Linked DNA regions of Gossypium hirsutum: region 2 is linked to region 1. The links are chromatin contacts, called in public Hi-C maps. All regions are on one chromosome and are shown on one strand. Each heading gives the region's core, a stretch centred on a gene start, on an enhancer-like site or on the middle of the called end of the contact. The rest is flanking DNA. Distances are from core to core; before and after follow the strand shown.

The links. Hi-C and Micro-C count contacts between places; a contact is called where the count stands out from the background.
Region 2: a contact with region 1 is called in a Hi-C map of leaf, with 2.0 times the contacts expected there. The contact joins the promoter of LOC107901834 here to the promoter of LOC107938543 in region 1. A contact is called at or near these places in 3 of 34 Hi-C or Micro-C datasets (hypocotyl and leaf).

What each region holds. Positions count from the first base shown.
Region 1 is chrD06:51,075,476-51,079,008 of Gossypium_hirsutum_v2.1, reverse strand. It overlaps LOC107938543 (subtilisin-like protease SBT5.6), which reads right to left and starts at 1,659. Exons shown (of 9, transcript XM_041095853.1): 1 at 1,436-1,659; 2 at 1,124-1,319; 3 at 845-1,033; 4 at 540-651. The coding sequence starts at 1,510.
Region 2 is chrD06:51,362,763-51,366,295 of Gossypium_hirsutum_v2.1, reverse strand. LOC107901834 reads right to left here and starts at 1,855. Exons shown (of 3, transcript XM_016827992.2): 1 at 1,466-1,855; 2 at 221-984; 3 at 1-132. The coding sequence starts at 1,559. The coding sequence ends at 40.

The DNA.
Region 1 (3,533 bases), core at 410-2,909:
AATCAAAGAACCTTAGCGGGTCCTATCAATCCAAATAGAATAGGGTCCTCCTTTCCTCAAAGATTATTGGATTTATTAGGAATCATTTTCAGATTGTTTTCACGAGATTTTGACACATGAACCAACCTCGAAAAAGTAGAATAGAGAACCCAAAAAGAACTCCTCAATATGCAATAAAATTTGCGTGGTATTCAACAAATTATATAAAGTTCATCGAAAGTAAATTAGATGAAAGGGAAAATTTTCTCAAACCTTTTATTAAATATGGTTTGATTAATAGGACAAAAATATCATATAAGTTAAGGAAAAACATATGTTCACACGTTTGAGCCCTTAAATAGTTTTTAATTGAATTTAAAATTTAGCTTTAAGTATCTAGGGTAAAGTTTAGAGTTTTAGGATTTAAAATGGGAAAGTTTAAGGTTTTAGAATTTTATAAAAAAAATATTATTATAAAGAATGAATGCTGGAACCCATACATGAAGTGGCAAGTCAAGCCGAATAGCGGAATAGAAAGCAAAGAACGAAAATTCACTCACTTGTTGCAATTGGATGAGTTAAAAGCGACTCCTCCTTGGCAGATTCCTTTCCATGATTTTGGGGTGGGATCCATTCCTTGGTCACTGAAGCTCGGTGATTCCGGCCATACACCTAAATTGATAAGACCCCCAAAACATTAAAACAATCCAATAATTACATAATACATTTAGAAAAATGAATTATTTGCTACTAAGTTATCCGAATACAACAAAAGCAATAATGCCTGAGACAGTCACGAATGATCTAAAAAGATGGTATTGGAATTCATATATAGTTTTAAATTATAATTGCAAAGCGTTTTTACCGCTATCCATCACTCCAATAATGACATTTTTGCCATGTTTAGCTTTTGACAACAAGTCTTCTCCTCCAATCTTAAGCTTTTCCCATGAATAGCTATCTCCTTCATCTAAGCCAACAAATTCCCATGACCTTGTTGTCTGCACTGAGTGCTTTCCATGTGAAGGAAACACTGACAAAAGCCCATCCATTCCTGTGAGGAAAAATGAAAACCCAAGCATTGTTATTAGGTATTAATTTCAGAAATGGAGATGAAGAAATATGGTGCTAATGAGTCACCCACCAGAGAGCTTGGAGGCTTCATCTGGTGTAAGCTTTGCAGCAAAGCCATTGATGCTGTGTTTGTAGCTGTAAAGAAGGGAAGATTTAGCATCTTCTTCAGATTCTTTGACTGAAAGTAAGTATGAGATATGGGTTTTCTCAATCTCATGCAAAGCTTTCTCCCCATTGTTGTGCTGCCCCAAGTAAACTATATACACCTACATAGACAATAAATATATATATTTTACATGAAAATTAGAGTTCCAAGAGAGAACTTTACTACTGAAAGATGTTGAAGAAATAATAGAAGAGTTACGAGAAACAGAAAAACTACTTTTTTCTCAACAGATGAGGCCAAGATAGGAACGACAATCAAGAGTAGAAGGAAACAAGAGATAGTGTTCTTCATGGCAAATAACGGTACTGAGTATTGTCAATCCTATGGAGAGATAATGTTATATTTATAAGCGTCTTGATGAATTGTTTATACTTTATGCTGATAATTACAACTCTTTCACTTTACATGATATATGGACTGTTATATGGTTTTGAAAAATCTTCTTAGCATTTACTGTATTTACAGATAAATATGGTAATCTATAATTGAAAAAAAAAATAAAGTATATCTTTAATTAAAGATAATTGTGCCTTTAAAAATTACCATCTTTAAAATAAGTTATATTGTTATGATAATATTTTTATTTTTTAAATTTTTAAGAAAATCAACATAAAATTTACATATATTGACATTTGAACCCATTCCTTTAATTTTATTTTGATATTTTATGCATTTCAATATTATTTGACAAACATTTCAATGTTTCACCAACATTGTTTGTATATTTATCTTTTATACTATTATTTAAATCTCTAATTGAGCTTGTGTCACATGTCAATCGAAGGTCAACCCAATTGAAAAATTATTAAATTGCCCTTACAATTTTGAAATAAGTTATATTCTTACAAAAGTACTTTTGTTTTTTTTTTTTATGTTTTTAATAAAATCAATATAAAATTTACATATGATGAGATAATTTATATTCTTAATATAGTGTATTTATTTATTTTTTAAAAAATTACTCGCAATTTAAAATATTTTTTTTAATTTTAATTCCCTATATATTATATAAATATTATTATTAATAATTTCAAACTTTACCTAAATTATTTAAATATTTAATTTTCACACCCATATGAATTGTGATAAAATTCGAAACTCCAGTTTTACATCAGTCAACTCATGAGTTTTTATTAAATATATTTATTTGATGATAAATAAAACAATTATAATTAAAATTATTTTATCTTTAAAGTTTTTATTTTTTATTAAAATGTAATTTACTAAATAATTAATAAAAGCATCCTTTAACGTTATGCCTAGGTTTTTACTTTTCTTAATCAGGGTTAAAAGTAGGGGTGAACGTTCGATCGAATCGAGTGAAAAAAATTCGAGTTAATTGAGTTAACGAGTCTTATTTTATCATACTACCTCGATTTGAATTTTTTTAATGGAGTCGAGTGAAATGAAATTCAAGTCGACTCGAATCGAATCGAGTGAAATTATTCAAGTTAAATTAAAAAATTAAACATCCCAAATTAAAATATTGTTACAATATAACTAGTTCCATGTTAGAGGATATAAATTTGAAACCATATATATATTTGAAAACTTTTTCAAAACAAAATAAGAAGAAAAAAAAGTATTTTTAACATGATAAACTTGAATCATTAATTAATTTATTAACATCCCAAAATTATTATTTTAATTTTTAAATTTTTAAATTTCTTTATGTAATACCCAATTTTAGCCCGGGCTCACATATGGAAACATAATTTTTGAGGATATGCAATCTTAGATATGATATGCAATCTTAGATATGATATGTAATCTTAGAAGATATGATTCTGTAATCTTAGAGATTTAATTTGTAGATACCCTTTAATCTCAGCCGTTGATGTAATTGATCTGTACCGTTGGATTTGGGGAGGCTCAACTATAAATAGAGGCCTCTCCCTTCATTGTAAAAAAAAAAGAGAAAAGAGGAGGAGGAATAAAAAAAGAACGATTGGCAGTTTTTTAAAGGTGGCTTACTATTTTTTTCTTTCGATTATTTTTTTTTACTTATTTACAATTTTAAAAAAGGGAGAAGGTGATACCACTGCGAATTTTATTTATTTATTTTATTTAGCCCCTCCACCTTTTAATGTTTTTGTAATTAAGTTTTCTTTATTTTTTTAATTTACCCTTTTATTTATTTTAAATTCCAATTTAATCTTTTGAACGACACCGTTTTAGAGGAGAAGGGAAAATTTCCCTTCCAGCCCCTCTATGTAATTTGCTCGTTCAATTTAGTCCTCCAGATTTTATTTATTTGTAGATTTACCCCAGGTTTGTTTACTTGTAGTTCAATTTAATCCTTTTTATATTTTTC
Region 2 (3,533 bases), core at 606-3,105, 290 kb before region 1:
ATAGATCTTTTAACTTTATGGATAACTCGAACCTTCAATTTATCTCCCAGAATCAGTAAAAACTTCAAACAATCCGCAGCAACTTAACCATGAGGTTCTTCGCACTGGTGGTGGAGTAGGAGCAACAAGAGGCTGCGAACCAATGCAGCAAATATCCAGTCAAATTAAATAAAGAATATTCAAACTCACAATTGTAGAAAAGAATAGGAAGAAGATATACCTGCTTTTTAGGATAACCATGGGGCCCGGATGCATGGTTTTTTTCAGCAACATTGCTAGTTTCAGCAGTAGGAATACCGGAGGATGGAAAATTTTTTCGTTCAACTCCTTCCAATTCAACCCCTGAAGCCCCATTTGATGAAGGCAATAATTTCTCTTCATTCTCCTTCATCCCTGATTCAACCACATCAGGTACTGAACTCTTTGCAGAAAATTCCACCTCCTCTGGCACAAGTGACATGTTCTTTACCAAATTGTCAACAGCAACAGTCTCCACTGCAGAATTACTATCAACATTCTTAAGTGTGTTATTTTCAGCAGCCGTCAGAACTTCTTCAGACAAAACAGTAGCTGACTTATCCTCGGTACTATACGAGGCCGCATCAGAACCAAGATTACAGGTTTCTTCATTTGACTTCTTCTCAAAGGCTTGAGATTCGTCATCTGAACTACTGTTGCTGCTGGTACTAGAGCTCTTATCATGATCAACATGCTGAATTGAAACATGTGTGCTCTCAAGATCCTTGTTTGGTTCCCACTCTTTTACAATTTTAACATCAACATCATCCAATCCCGATCTCTCGGTGCTCTTTGCATCTTTAGCGGCATCTTCCACAGACTTCTCAGTTAGATGTGATTGTGATCTCTCTTCATCTCCGCCCTGACCAAATGAATGCTGGTGATTGTGGCCATCATGAGATGCAGGGGAACCAGCATCACCGCCATCACTGTCCCTTTCATCTTGGCTTCTCGGATCATCGTTTCCTAGCACCATTAGATAAACATCATAATAATTCCAAACCAATATGCAAACAACAAATTCACCAATCCCCTCTAAACAGGACCAAAATAGTCAAATACTAAAAAGGAAATGCACTATAACTCGAAATGTATAGACAAGTTCTTCCAATAACAAGGATTCTGGTAAAAAATTAAGTAAAATACAGGACACGCTAAAAATCACCACAAGACCCTAAAACAAAATAAACAGTAAGTGATTAAAGGAGGGCAAACCCTTTGAAAAGCAACCACATCAATTAATTAAGGGCAGGAACTAGAAATTAACATTACCTACCAACCTGATTTGTTTAACTATAGAACTCCAACAAATCAAATAAAGAACTGAATGATACATGCATATACAGAACCAAGTACGATTCAATTAAAAAGAAGTTATAAAATAAATAAAGCCCATCAAAAAACAAAACCCAAAACAGAAATTAAAAGAAAAAAAAGCAAAAAGTACCAAGTGGGTTGTTGTTAGTCGAAGGATTGATGTTGTTGGCTGCTTGCTCTTTCTTTTTCTTGGCAGCTTTTCTCTTCTTAGCACCTGATGGCATGACTGACTCCCTTCCTCCCTTTGTACCAAACCTTGTGCGGGGTGTGTGTCCCCTTCAGCCTTCTCTCTACTTGCTTATTTGGCTACTGCCCACTACTAGACAGTCACTGGTAAAGGAAAACCTAGCTGTATTGGCAAAACACAAGAAAAGACCGTAGTAGAAGTGGGTAATATTTAGTGACTGTACATTGAGAAATGAGTAGAAAAAGGCAAAGGGTGATTCAATCCCCTTCAAAAAAACCGCTCCTTTTGCCTGAATCCGTTTGAATTCACTTTGAGAATCTATATTTATGGCGTGGGTGGGTCTTGTTTTAATTTTGTCATCATTTATAGCCACATACTTATTTTGTCTAAGGAATGTTTAACATTTCAAGAAATCAAAATCTTATATATGTGACAATGCAAAATATTCTTATTTTATTTTACATTGTCAAGGTTTATAGACATTCCGAATTGGAATAAAATTAAATATTTTGTATATTAGGATCCTCATAAATTTGTATCACTTCGATTCGGACGTTGAAAAATTTAATTAATTACAAAAAGAGAGTAGGATCCAAATTAATTACGAAAAAAAAAATGTTTGCTAATTTTAGGTACTGCTTAATACATTGGTCGGTAGCACCAATAAACTTTTTAAAAAAAGTTTTCAAGAAAAAAAAAGCTAAATAAGTGAAAAAAGAAAATTTAATTGGTGCTGTCAATTTGTATAAAAAATATTTCTTTTAATTCAACCCATTTGATTAAATAAAAAAAAAGCTATGGTTTTAAGGGTTAAATGCAAGGAAAAAGGCATTAAGGCGTTAAATACAGAAAAAAGGTTATTGTCTTGTTTGAATCACAAACCAACTTTTTTTTTTAGCATTTTTTTCTTATCAGTCTCTTTTTTAAAATTTATAATTTATTGGTGTCATCAATATATCAAGGACACCCAAATTACTGTAACAAACACCCGGTTTTTGTAATAATTTGTTCTCAATCCCATTTTTGTAATTAATTAATTTTTAGTATTATTTTTATAAAAAAAAGTCTATTGCTTCCTTCCTACTACTTGATTTTCTCTATTGTTCCAATGAATTCTTCACAAGTATGTTTTTTCACTGATTTTATTTTTTTATCTACATATTTAATCATTTATATAGTAAATTGTTGACATATTATATTTATTTCTATTGTTTTTCTGTCTTTTCTTTTTAATGTATATAATTGTAAAAATATGATAATTAATAATTTCTTTTTTCCATTGTTTAATAAAAACATTTGTTAAAATTACTTCCTTCCAAATAAAATAATAAGTAATGTTGTCATTAAATTTTCATTCACTTTAACATAAAAAAAAAATTATTGAGAGATACAATTCAAAACTATATGAGCAAATTTCCCCAAAATACAGTGTTTTTTTTAAAAAAAAATTATCGGATTTGGCTGTAATTTTTAAAATTACGGGATTAGATCAGAATAATAAAAAAGTTTCCACTTGAAAGGGTTTTTAGTGAATTTGCAACTAAAAGCGTTTTCAACATATTAACAAAATAACACTTTCAACTAAAAATATTTTTATTATTTCAGCTGAATCCGTAATTATTCAAAATTTTACCCAAACTAAAAATTTAAATATAAAATTTATTTACTTAGTTATTTTTGAAGTGTGAAATTTTGATTTTAGTGAAATAAATAAAAAGAGATGGGAGGAGTGGTGTGGAATTTGCCAAGCGGATGCTAGTTTGGCGTGATACAATGGAGGAAAATTTTATGTGTTGATTAAGATGGGATTTAAATGAGGGAAGCCACGTGGCTTTTCAGATTATTCTATTGGCAGTATTTAGTCGGCAGCAGATATGTCTAGATCCCAATACCAAACTCATTAAAATTTGTATAATATAAATTAGGGACAAAATTTTTCGATATTTAAATTTTCTAAAATTTAGTATTTCAGTTTAATTTTAATTTTTTTCAATTCCACATTTGAGTTTTT